Linked DNA regions of Sus scrofa: all the other regions are linked to region 2. A link is a contact called in public Hi-C and HiChIP or PLAC-seq data. All regions are on one chromosome and are shown on one strand. Each heading gives the region's core, a stretch centred on a gene start, on an enhancer-like site or on the middle of the called end of the contact. The rest is flanking DNA. Distances are from core to core; before and after follow the strand shown. Region 1 holds the start of CNFN (cornifelin). Region 2 holds the start of CEACAM1 (carcinoembryonic antigen-related cell adhesion molecule 1). Region 3 overlaps MEGF8 (multiple epidermal growth factor-like domains protein 8).

Evidence for each region. Hi-C and Micro-C count contacts between places; a contact is called where the count stands out from the background. HiChIP or PLAC-seq counts read pairs in DNA pulled down with a chosen protein or histone mark.
Region 1: a Hi-C map of subcutaneous adipose tissue shows a contact between it and region 2, with 2.0 times the contacts expected there. The contact joins the promoter of CNFN here to the promoter of CEACAM1 in region 2. A contact is called at or near these places in 4 of 47 Hi-C or Micro-C datasets (embryonic fibroblasts, mesenteric adipose tissue, retroperitoneal adipose tissue and 1 more) and 2 of 2 datasets of contacts at active chromatin or transcription factors (alveolar macrophages and skeletal muscle).
Region 3: a contact with region 2 is called in an H3K27ac HiChIP or PLAC-seq map of skeletal muscle, with 5 times the contacts expected there. The contact joins the enhancer-like site here to the promoter of CEACAM1 in region 2. A contact is called at or near these places in 6 of 47 Hi-C or Micro-C datasets (alveolar macrophages, embryonic fibroblasts, epiblast stem cells and 3 more) and 1 of 2 datasets of contacts at active chromatin or transcription factors (skeletal muscle).

What each region holds. Positions count from the first base shown.
Region 1 is chr6:49,567,535-49,571,367 of Sscrofa11.1, reverse strand. It overlaps CNFN (cornifelin), which reads right to left and starts at 1,336. Exons shown (of 4, transcript NM_001244689.1): 1 at 1,249-1,336; 2 at 1-88. The coding sequence starts at 86.
Region 2 is chr6:49,435,975-49,439,953 of Sscrofa11.1, reverse strand. CEACAM1 (carcinoembryonic antigen-related cell adhesion molecule 1) reads right to left here and starts at 2,646. Exons shown (of 8, transcript XM_021094420.1): 1 at 2,445-2,646; 2 at 778-1,137. The coding sequence starts at 2,508. All of the region lies in intron 2 of ATP5SL (ATP synthase subunit s-like protein), which reads left to right.
Region 3 is chr6:49,603,973-49,607,864 of Sscrofa11.1, reverse strand. MEGF8 (multiple epidermal growth factor-like domains protein 8) reads left to right here. Exons shown (of 41, transcript XM_005655875.3): 9 at 1,434-1,588; 10 at 1,921-2,040; 11 at 2,402-2,546; 12 at 2,629-2,792. Among named protein-coding and RNA genes, the nearest start is that of MEGF8, 13 kb to the left of the region's middle. Within about 2 kb of position 2,459, at least 12 of the 83 cell types and tissues checked have an H3K27ac peak or open chromatin away from gene starts, as enhancers often do. A contact at or near this core is called in skeletal muscle, where this site is marked.

The sequences.
Region 1 (3,833 bases), core at 87-2,586, 130 kb before region 2:
TCCGTGAGACCGGTGTGCCAGTCACTGAGCTGGGTCTGGTAGCAACCGCTGGCACACTGGGGCTGACTGGTCACTGGGTAGGACATGGCTGCGGAGGTGGAGGACGGGGGTCAGCGGGACAGCCTCGCAGCACTTCCTGGGCCCTCACACCTCAGCCACCCCTCCCTCTGCCGGGCAGTCGGGCGAGGCCACTAGGCCGCCCACTGAGGGGACGCCACTGTGCTTCCCCCTTCCCTCCTGCTACATCTGGGCCTGGTCAGCCCAGCTTGTCCCGGTTGTTGCTGCCTCCTGCACACGTGGTTCAGCGGGGGCTGGGGCGGGGGGCATCCTGCATGTCAGGGAAGGGCCTGCGCCACATGTGGGCGGGGCCGAGACGTGTTTCTGTCTCCTCCACGTCTGGGCCTGGGATGCTGGATTCCTCCATTTCGGAGCTTCTGGGATGCAAACAGGTGCGGTCTGTCTTCGAAGCCAGGGTGCCCAGGGGAGGGAAACGGCCATATTCCAGGGACTTGAAGGTTTGCAGGTCCATCCAGTGATCCCACCTTTGCCTTTCACGTTGTCATGCATCTCAAACTGCATCTTGCTGGCCCTGAGGAGGTGGCTGGCGTTGGGGACCGCAGAGGTGGTGGTGATGACAGCGTCAGAGTCTGTCCAAGGGATGCTGGATACTGGGGGAGGGCAGAGCAAGGGGCAGGGGCACTGGGGGCTGGGTTCTTGGGGGTAAGGATGCTGGGGGAGAAAGAGGCCAAGTCACCTTGCCAGCCACGAGAGACCTGGGACAGGGATGGATGGGGTCGGGGCGAGAAATTCGCCCATCAATGTGCAGCTGCCCGACAGACCCCAGAGGACCCTCCTCATACCAGAGGCAGAGCTGGAGAGAGAGAGAGACCAAGAGACAGAGACAGGCAGAGTCAGAAACAGGAGGAAAAAGACGTCAGAGCCACATACTGCTAGAGATGCCACCAGTAACACTCATACCTGCCCAGTACTTTGACTTTTCTGCAAGCCCATTTCACAGATAGAACACTGAAGCTCAGTGAGGTGAAGAGAAATGTCCCACAGTTGATGGCCCAGCCAAGAGAGTCAGTAGAAGGGAACTAGGCCCCAGGACTTCCAAATTCAACCCAGTGCCATCAGGTTGAGAAGGGGGTCACCAGGGACATTGAGAAAGACAGGGGTGTCCAGAGAGGTAAACAGATTTATAAGGAGACAGATGTGCGTGGAGCTGGGTGGGAAGAAAGCACCAACCTCTGAGCAGAGGGCTGCGGGTGGTTGCTCCTACCTGCGGGACTGCAACGGTGATGATGGAGACAGAGGTGTAGGTGACAGCAGGCACTGAGTTCTCAGTCTTGGGCCAGGAGTTGCTTATATCCAGGCTGGCCATGTGGCCCTGGGCGGGGCTCTGACAAAGGTGTCTAGGGAGCCAAGCCTGTCTGGCTGACTCTTCCCCTCACCGGGACTTTCCCTCCCTCTCTCCCCATCCCCCACCCCCCCACTCCCCCACTCCCCCTACTCCCGGAGGACCTCGGGAGTTGTGGGGCAGGAGGTCCAGGGATGATGAGCTGGGAGTAGAGATAGAAAAGGAAGTGGGCAGAGAGACAGAGAGGTGGAAAGAGAAGGCAGAGGGGAGGCTCAAGGGCACAGCTGTACAGAGACCAAAAGGGGGAGAGAGAGAGATGGGGAAGGAATGGGAGACAGAGGCAGGAGGGGCCAGAGGAGAGAGAGAGACAGAGATTCAGAGAGATGGAGAGAGATGGGAAGATGGAGAGAGAGACGCCAAGACAGAGAGGCACAAAGATCTGGGAGAAATAACAAGAAAGGCGGAGACAGAGATTCGGAGAAAAGACCTGAAGATGGAAAGGTGGAGGGGCTGGTGGGTGGAGGCTCTGGCCACTGGTCAAGCAGTGGCTTAGAGGGAAGGGAAATGGGGGAGACAAGAAAGGGCTCCCTCTCCCTTCACCCTTTGTGAGGCCTTAGTGAGGGGGCCTTGTCCTCCCATTCAGGGCCACCAGGCACATGGGGGGCAGTGTGTTTTGGGGACTCGTGCTGGAACACATGTGCATAAACACATTGCACCCAACTCCAAATTGGGAAGGAGTCTGGGGACTGAGAAACTTGTGCTTCCTGAAGGAGGTGGATGTGGTCTAAGACATCTGAATCCTAGCAGAGGGGAGAACTGGGGGCTGGGATTCCTAGGACGAGGAAGGAGAGGGCTGGTGGTCCAGACTCCTAGGGTTAGGCTAGGCTGCATCCCTGAGTGGCATAGGGGTGTTGGGATACCCAGACTGCTGGGTTCCTGGGAGACGAAAGAGCTGGGGGCCTGGATGCTTGAGTCAACAAAGTCTCCCCCCAACAGGCCTGGCGGGGTTGGAGGTGACTCAGTGAGGGAAGCAGAATTAGAGCCGGGTGGGGTTCCCAGCACGGGTGGCACCCCAAAAAATGTAGGAGGTGCCGTAAAATTGGGGTGTCACCTACAGAGAAGGTAGTGTTGTCACCTCACTAGGGATGGGAATGAGGTGATGAGGTGGATCACCCTGTTGGCCTGGGATCCTAATTCTCCCCCTCCTGTTGGTCCAACACACCAGGTTCTAAGCCTTGGTCTCCTGGCACCACCCAGATAGCTTGCTGTCCTTGTCCCTGGACCTAAGAGCAGCACTCAGCATCTTGCCTGTGTGTGTCCATCACTTGGTCAGGGAGCCTGAATGTCAGGGGAACATCTCCCCACTTCTTTTCTAGTGTCTCTGACCCCCATCTTGCATCTCTGCCTCCAGATCTCTCTTCTCGTCTTTCCTCATTTCTACAAATCTTTCCAAATTTCTCTGGTTCTCTGTCTCCTCATTTCTGAGTCTCTCTTCTCCCAAGCTGTGTTTCAGTTCCCTTATCCTGAAGTCTCTGCCTCCAATCTCAGCATCTCTCCCTATTTTGAGGCCTGCCCCGTGGAGCGGCCACAGGGCCCCATCCCCCAACTCTCCAGATCATGGGCTGCAGGTGACTCAGGGTCAGACCCTAGGGCTCCCAAGGTGACAACCTGAATTGTCCTCAAGTTTCCTCTCCCAACTCTGACACAGCTTAGGAGCCCCAATTAGTTTGATACAGCAACTCATGTAGATGTGGAAATTGGGATTGGGGAAACTGTGAGGTGGCCTGCTTGGGGAGTGAAGAGGAGGGCAGTGGGCAGGAAGAGGGGAAGCCCAGGGGCAGAGGAGTGACTATGGCAGAGTCTCTAGGCATCTGGCCTCCAACCTCCTCAAACAGGGTGGCCAGGTAAAATACAGGATGTCCAGTTAAATTGGAATTTCAGATAAAGAACAAATACTTTTTTTTTTTTTGGTATAAGTAGGTCCCCAGTATTGGATGGGACATATTTAAAAAGTCTCTGCTGTTTATCTGAAATTCTAGGTGAATTTGGTGTCCTATATTTCTATTTGCTAAATCTGGAAACTTACCTTCAAAGACAGAGGAATCCAGATGCCTGGGCCCCTCTGTTTCCAGAACCAGGAATCCTTCCTCCATTCCCCTAGAATCCATGAACTGGGCACCCAGCCCCTATTCCTTCAGAACCCAGGAGTCCAGGCTCCCAGCCCCTCTCTCCCCTGAATTCAGATGTCCAGGCCAGGTCAGGGTCCAGTTGCCCAATGTAGGTTTCACAAGCCGGGTGGTGCCATCCAATGGCTCTGGTGGAACCGGTCTGGCTGAGCTGGCAAGTGAGGTGGCCCCCTTCCCATTCTAAGCCTGTCACTTGCTTCCTCGAGGGCTAGCCCAGCAGGGCTGGGAGTGGAACAGGAGGGACTCGAGCAGCTCTGGGTGTGTCACCGTGTCTGGGTTTGGGTGTG
Region 2 (3,979 bases), core at 1,397-3,896:
ATAAATTGTTTACTCTTATTTGCATCCACTTGGGAGGGTTCCCTGGGCTTCACCCTGGTGGATGAGGAGCTGCCAGGAGCATCGTCACTCCTCTCTTCATCCCTGGGGACACTGATCTTCCTCTGGGGTCTCCTTAGTCCCCACAGCAATTGGCTAATGGCCTGGACCTGGCTCACCTTGCTTTTCATGCCGAGTCTCAGGTGAAGGACCAGGCTCCACCCCTGTGGCTCTTGGAGCTGAGCCCTGACTGGTGAGCAGCTCAAAGCCTTGGGACTCAGGCAGCTGGGAACTCGCTGCTCCCCGTCAGCCCTGCCCAGGAGCCCAGAACCCAACAGTGGCACAGACCCTCCAGGGTCACTGGAGGAAGGGGCCCTGGGACAGGGTCTGGGGAGGGGCTTCCTGGGACTGAGCTTCTCTGTGAGGCTCCCAGGGGGTCCTCAGGCCAGGCCCCTACTGAGTCCTACAGGGTCTTCCTCAGGGTCATGGTCACCGGGAGGGGCCCAGGGGTTGGACTGAGTCTGACCTCCTTCTGTTGAGTTACTGCCATCAGACTGGTCCTTCTTTCTGCACAGAATGTTTGCAGGGTCTGGATTCCAGGAAAGAAAGTTTGATCCTTTGAATTTTATCTCCCATGTGTGTGTCCTGAACTAAATTTTCAAACCCCGACATGGGACATAATGCAGAGGGGATGGGGGCACAGTCCAGGCCTGTCAATCCTGAGTCTGTGAATAGAATTCACCCCACCCAACACCCAGAGGTCAGAAAGGAATCACTTACGGTATACACGGAGTAGTCCAGTTACAATTTCTCTCTGTAAATCATTCTTTGTAACCATCAGAGTGTAGTATCCTGTGTCATTCTGGGTGGCATTCTGGAACAGCAGGGATCCATTGGGGTAGATTCTCTCTCGACCACTGAATGTAGGTCCTTGGGTATATGCTTGAGTGTCTATTCTGTATGTTACAATTAGTTGGTTGTTCTCTACTCTTTCTCCTCTGTACCAGCTGTAGCCTAGAGTATCCTCTGTCGCATTGTGGGCAAGTAGAAGAACATCGCTTCCTTCTGCGACATTGAAGGGCACTGATTCAATAGTGATCTGGGCAGTGGCGGGCAAGTTCCAGAAGCTTAGGAGTGAGACTAGGGGGAAAGAGAGAGAAATCAGTTAATATTCTGTTTTTTAAGCAGGTCATTTTGGTTTTTCAATTTTGAACATGCCATGGGCGTGTGGAAGCTCCCCAGGCCAGAAATCAAACCCAAGCCACAGGAGTGACAACAGTGGATCCTTAATATTGAGCCACTAGGGAACTCCTCAATATTCTGACCTGTGTATTAGGATGGAAAAATGTGGCCCTGGGTCCTGAGAAGGTCTCTTCATCCCTTAGCCTTTTTTGCACTGTGTGTGTGTGTGTGTGTGTGTGTGTGTGTGTCCTACTGGTTGAAGGTCAGCAGCATGACCCCCATTACTTCATCTTCTCTGAACTTGTTATTTCCTCTGCCTTCCCAGGTGTGTGCCTGGCTCACTCCCTCACGGCCCTCACACGCCTGCTCACACTCAACGGGTCTCTTGGGACCTACCCTGCCCAACCTCCTGCTCTAAGGACCCCATCTTTGCTGTCTTTTTTTATTTTTTTTAAGGGCCATACCCACGGCATATGGCTATTCCTGGGCTAGGAGTCAAATCAGAACTACAACCACTGGCCTACACCACAGCCACAGCAATGCCAGACCCAAATCGTGCCTGTGACCTATACCAAAGCTCATGGCAACGCCGGATCCTTAATCCACTGAGCGAGGCCAGGGATAGAACCTGCATCCTCACGGATACTGGTGAGATTCATTTCCACTGAGCCACAATGGGAACTTCCCCATCTTCACTGTCCACCTTTCCCTGCTCTGTTTCCTCAAGACACTTGTCAGCACTGACAGCACATTCTGAATCTCTCTGTGTCTGTCTTTCCTCCCCATAGAACGTGAGCTCTGTGAGGGCAGGAACTTGTCTGATTCTTTTGTCCCCTGAGTGCCTGGAACAGGCTGCAAACACATGGTGATGAAGCAATCAGTGTCCCCAGCGCCCTCCACACCTTGGTGTTTATTTGCCATTTTCTGAAGTTGGTGGGTAATGTAATGTTTAGTGTCCCTGGTTGAGTTGTTTCTCTATGACAATAACTGATTAATATCGTTATCAGTTTTCAACAGTTATTGCTCAGTGAAGAATAACTTGTAAGACCTACAGAATCGCGGTGTCCTGCCCCTCACCAATTGCAGTTCACTGAGATTTTCCTATTGCCGAGCCCCTCTCCCCTCCTATTGTGGTCCCCTGTCCTCTCCCCTCAGGTCCAAACAGAAGCCCCTAGTCCCCTCTCAGAGCCCTGTCTCCCCAGAAGACCCCAGCCAGTCTCTGTTCTCCCATCTCTAATTACTCCCTGAAAATTGTCCCCTCTTACCTGCCAGCAGGAGCCTGTGCCAGGGGACATGCCCTCTGTGGGCAGGGGCTGAGGGGGGCTCCATGGTGCCTGCTGCCTGCTGTGTCCCTCCCTGTCAGAGAAGAGTTTCTGCTCCAGAAAGGCCCACAAGCACTGCTGTCTGATGTGTGAGCTCTGCTGTCCTTCCTCCCTCTGTGCTGGGCCTCCTCCTGGGGCAGGAGCAGTTCCCTGGGTCACGTGGGTGGGGGCGGGGTCTCTCCAGGACCCTCCCTCTCCCTCCTCTCTTGTTCCTGCCTGCCTTCCTTCCTCGCTCTTACCTTTCTATTTGCATTTCATTTTCCTGTGAACCACTGCTGTTTCTGCCTTTTTCAGCTTGACTTCTCACCGTGGAAACACACACACACACAATTTGCCATTGGTTGCGGGGAGCACAGCCCTGGGGCTCAGGGTCCTGGGCATTGCCCCTAGTCCCCAGTTGGAGTGCACAGTCAGCCTCTCCCGCAGTTTCCTCCTCCCCTCCTGAGCACACTTTCTATAGCAAGGCTGATGGGGGCTCCTGAGAGGCTGATCCAAATACCCCAGCATTGGCATCTGCTGTATTCTGCCCTGAGGTCTGTCAGCACCACACAGAGAGTGGAGAGGTCCTTAAACCCGATTATGATTTCCCTTTGTGACAAAGAAACCCAGCTGGGCACCCAGGGTCTTCCCAGCATTCTCAAATGCTCTGACAAGTTTGCATTCTATTCCTGCCAGAAGATCCGGAAAAGGATTGAGAGGCTGGAAAGGGGTCAAGGTCACTGATGCCTGGCGAGAGGGACCCTCCTTCTATCTCTGTTGGAGTCCAGCAAGGCACAGCTTCCAGGAGCCCACGCTCAGGACCTGAAGGAATAGTAGTTCTCAAAGGTGTGCAGTGGGCCTGGCTAGATGGAGGGGCTGACAGAGTCCAGCTGGAGAGCTCGGAGAGCAAGAAAGACCATGGAATAAGGTGACACTGATGAGGGTGAGATTCAGCTCAAGATTCGCAGTCCTTGGGGAGGCGCGAGGCTGTGGAGTAGCTCTGCCGCCCTCTGGTGGACAAGGCGGGAAGTACAGCAGTCACCGTCTCCTGCCGCTCTGTTTTTCAACATCAATCTGTAGACTTTTTACATGGGTCATATATTATGTTAATGCTCCGTCACGCTCCAGCTCTGTGAGTCACAGTCTCTGTTGCTGCAAGAACTCCAACGCCCTTCCTTAAAGAGATGTCACCAAGCTCAGGTTTCCGGGAATGTATATACTAGTCTGCGTTTGTCTCCAGTAAGTTACACTGCGTATATCCCTGTGTGGCAGTGGTGTCTGTGGCTGGAGCACTGGGTGGTGGATCTGTGTGGAGAAGAGGGAGGACCAGGGAACCAGGAATGTCAGAGGGCAAGGTCTTTGTGTCAGGGGAGCATAGGGGAAGGATGGACAGTCAGCTTCCCCTCTCGCTCCCAGGGCCTGGTGTCCAGAACAGAAAGTCTGAATCTGGGACACTCATTGCTACCCTCTCAGTGTCCCTGGGTCAGGTGAGATGGGAG
Region 3 (3,892 bases), core at 1,210-3,709, 170 kb before region 2:
CCATCTGTTTTCCCTACCTTGCCAAACAGAAGAGTGAGGACAGTGGACAAGTATAAAAGAAGGGACATTAGGAGTTCCCATCGTGGCTCAGTGGTTAACGAATCCGACAAGGAACCATGAGGTTGCGGGTTCGATCCCTTGCCTCGCTCAGTGGGTTAAGGATCTGGCGTTGCTGTGAGCTGTGCTGTAGGTCACAGACGCGGCTCGGATCCCATGTTGCTTTGGCTCTGGCATAGGCTGACAGCAACAGCTCTGATTTGACCCCTAGCCTGGGAACCTCCATATGCCCTGGGAGCGGCCCTAGAAAAGGCAAAAAGACCAAAAAAAAAAAAAAAGACAAAAAAAAAAGAAGGGACATTAACGTTTCAGAGATGGGCAGGAGGAAGGGTCCCCAAGGACCCTGTTGGCCATAAAACCTGGGCCTGGCATTTTAGGCCCCTTCCCTGGGCAACCAGCATGTGAGGTTTCTGGAGGTCTCTTCCTTCTTTGTAGATCTTGATCCCTTGGGCCAAGTCGCATGCGATTACAGAGCATACAGGTCAGTAAGAGGGTGAGGGAGGCATCAATTGCTGACCGCTTACCCATGAGTCAGGACTCTTGGTTGTAAGCGACAGAAACCCCACCCAACCAGTTTAAGCAAAAAGAAGAGTTTCTGGATTCACTTGAGTGAAAACTGGCTGCAGGTTGGCCTGGATCTAGGTGCTCACGTGATGGCATCCGCAGTGTCTCTCTCCAGCGCTCAGCGAGGCTTCCTTCAGTCTCTAGCAGGCTTGCCTTTTGTAGATGGTCATCAGCAGCTCTGGGCTTCTATCCTCCTCCTTCAGAACACCCGAAGGGAAGAGTGAATCCAGGGAATTGGGGCCCCACCCTGAACGGGTCACTGACTCTGATAGGCTAAAGCCCCACTGCTGTCAGAGGCAGGCCAGCTCGACTCGGATCTTGTGCACTGTGAGTGGGAGGGGCGGTTTTCCAGAGGCTGTCCCCAGAAGGGAGGCTGGTGTCAGACGACAGCAGGTGAGAGCCAGGCAGCCAGCCTCACAGTCCCCAAGGGCAAGGTGATGGTTCTGTTTATAGACAAGGAAACCAAGACTCCGAGACATCAAGTCTCTTGCCCAAGGCCCAACAGCTAGTCAGCAGTTGATCCATGATTTGACCCCAAGGAAGTGATAGACCCAGGATTTGAACCCAGGTTTCCTGCTCTGTCTTAAAGATGATATGGGCAGTGGTGAGGGAGCTCTGAGATGTGAGAGGCCAGAGCAGGGCCCGGCTGGCCGGGAGGGGCTCCCAGGGCAACCAGGCCTGAAGCAGGAACTAGGAAGCTGGACTGAGGTGTCGCAAGAGTTGGGGGTGGTCCTCTGGGTGGGGAGCCTGAAGGTGGGAAGGGAGACTGGGAGGGTCTCACATCCTTGCTGGGGGGGTCTGTGTTCTCCTAGGCCGAGCAGCGCCTCCCAGTGGTCGGTACTCACATGTGGCAGCTGTGCTTGGTGGCAGTGTCCTGTTGGTGGCAGGGGGGTACAGTGGCCGGCCCCGTGGGGACTTGATGGCCTACAAGGTGCCTCCTTTTGTGTTCCAGGCGCCTGCTCCAGATGTGAGCACTGGGGGGACCGGGAGAGGGTGGCTGGGGAGGAGGTAGCATGATTCCCAGGGTTGAGGGTGGAGATTGAGGGGTCTCTGTGGGAAGGAGTGGCAGTCCCTAGGGCCATGGAGGAGGGAGATCAGCCCCCCAATTCTAGGGAGAAGGAATGCTGCTCGCTGGGCTGAGGGCAGAGGGGCAGTGGTCTCCGGGGTTGGGGGAGAAGTGGTCACCTTGGAAGTCTTCAAGGTGCTGAGTCGTGGGGTTCCCAGGGATAATCAAAGTGCGTGAGGACGTGGGAGCAGGCCCCAGGTCTGAGCCCCTCTGCCCCCGCCATCTGTCTACAGTACCACTTGGACTATTGCTCGATGTACACCGACCACAGCGTCTGCTCTCGAGACCCTGAATGCAGCTGGTGTCAGGGGGCCTGCCAAGCTGCACTGCCTCCTGGGACTCCCTCTGGGGCTGTGAGTGTCCTAGTACTCTGTCCCCCAGCACAGAGACCTGGTCCTCAGTGTCTCCTTTTGTTTAAACCAAGTAGAGAAGGATGTTCCTGCATGTGGGAGACCTGTTTTCCACCTGAGATGGGCATTCCTGATTTCTGACTGCTCACCCTTGACCCTTTGACCCTCTCCTCTGTCTTTGTGAACTTATAACCCTGGCCGTGGACACCCCACCCTGTCCTCTTGCTCTTTCTTAGCCCAACCTGGCTTTCAGTGCCCTTTGCTAGTGTCCTGGCCTTTCTGCCCAGGACTCCTGAGTCCACAGCTCTCCTCAGGTCCTTTAAGCTCCGGGAGATGGCGACTCCTGTCTTTCCCTCCTCTGTAGTGTCCTGCTGCCAGCTGTCTGGGCCTGGGCCGCCTCCTGGGTGACTGCCAGGCCTGCTTGGCATTCAGCAGCACAGCAGCTCCTCCCCGGGGGCCCGGCGCCCTGGGCTGGTGCGTACACAATGAGAGCTGCCTCCCTCGACCTGGTGAGTGTCCCGTGGCAGTGTGGGAGGGGGCAGCACGGCACCCCACACCAACACCCGTCTTCCCACCCTCCTGTCCTCACAGAGCAGGCCCGCTGCCGAGGCGAGCAGATCTCAGGCACCGTGGGCTGGTGGGGGCCCGCACCTGTCTTCGTTACCTCCCTGGAGGCCTGTGTCACCCAGAGCTTCCTGCCTGGCCTGCACCTGCTCACCTTCCAACAGCCACCCAATGCCTCCCAGCCCGACAAGGTGGGGAGCCAGGGAATGGGGCCCAGTGTGGAGGATTCAAGGGTCCTAGAGTGTTCATTTTTCCGATGGATCTTTTCGCTCTTGTGTTTACCCCATGAGTCTACGTTCAAGGGTCTGATTTTCCTTATTGACTTAACAAAGGTTTTTTTTTTAACTGTGGTAGAACATGTATAACATACAATTTGCCACTAGTGACATTTAGCACATTGACAACATTGTGCAGCCGTCACCACTGTCTACTTCCAGAACGTGTTTTATTACCCCAAAAGGAAACCCTCTCCATTCCCCACTCCCTTGGCCCCTGGCAGCCACTGACTTTGCTGGATTAGTTAACTCTGGATAGCCCATGTAAGTGGAATCATGTAAGATGTGGCCTTCTATGCGTGGCTTCTTTCACTTAGCATGATGTTTCGAAGGCTCATCCACGTGGCATGTGTCAGAACTTCACTCCTTTGTATGGCTGAATGACGTTCCAGTGTGTGGCCAAGCCACATCCATTCATCAGATGATGACATTGCGTTGTTTGCCCCTTTTGGCCATTTTTTTCTTTTTGTTTCACTTGAGGTCTCATTGACAAACAACCATATATTAGTTTTTAGCGTGCAGCGTGATAATTTGATACTTGCCATCTATCGAAGTGAAACCCTGTTTTCAATTATTTTGGGGATAGAGGAACAGAGTCATAGGGTAATCCTGTGTTTAACTTACTGAGGAATCACCAACTGTTTTTCACAGTGCTTCCTTACTCATTTTTATTTATTTATTTACTTTGGCTGTTTAGGGCCGCACCTGTGGCATATGGAAGTTCCCAGGCTAGGGTCAAATCAGAACTGCAGCTGCTGGCCTACACCACAGCTCGCGACAATGCCGGATCCGTTACTCACTGAGTGAGGCTAGGGATTGAACCCACGTCCCCATGAATACTGGTCAGATTCATTTCCACTGCACCACAGTGGGAACTCCCCTTACTGATTTTTTTTCCCCCCTTACTGATTTTTAAAATAGGTATTATAGGCACGTGGTTCAAAAATCACAACAATGTAAAAAGTTGTTGAGTGAAAAGTCTCTTCCAGCTTCCCCAGTCCCCACCCCTCAGGGTG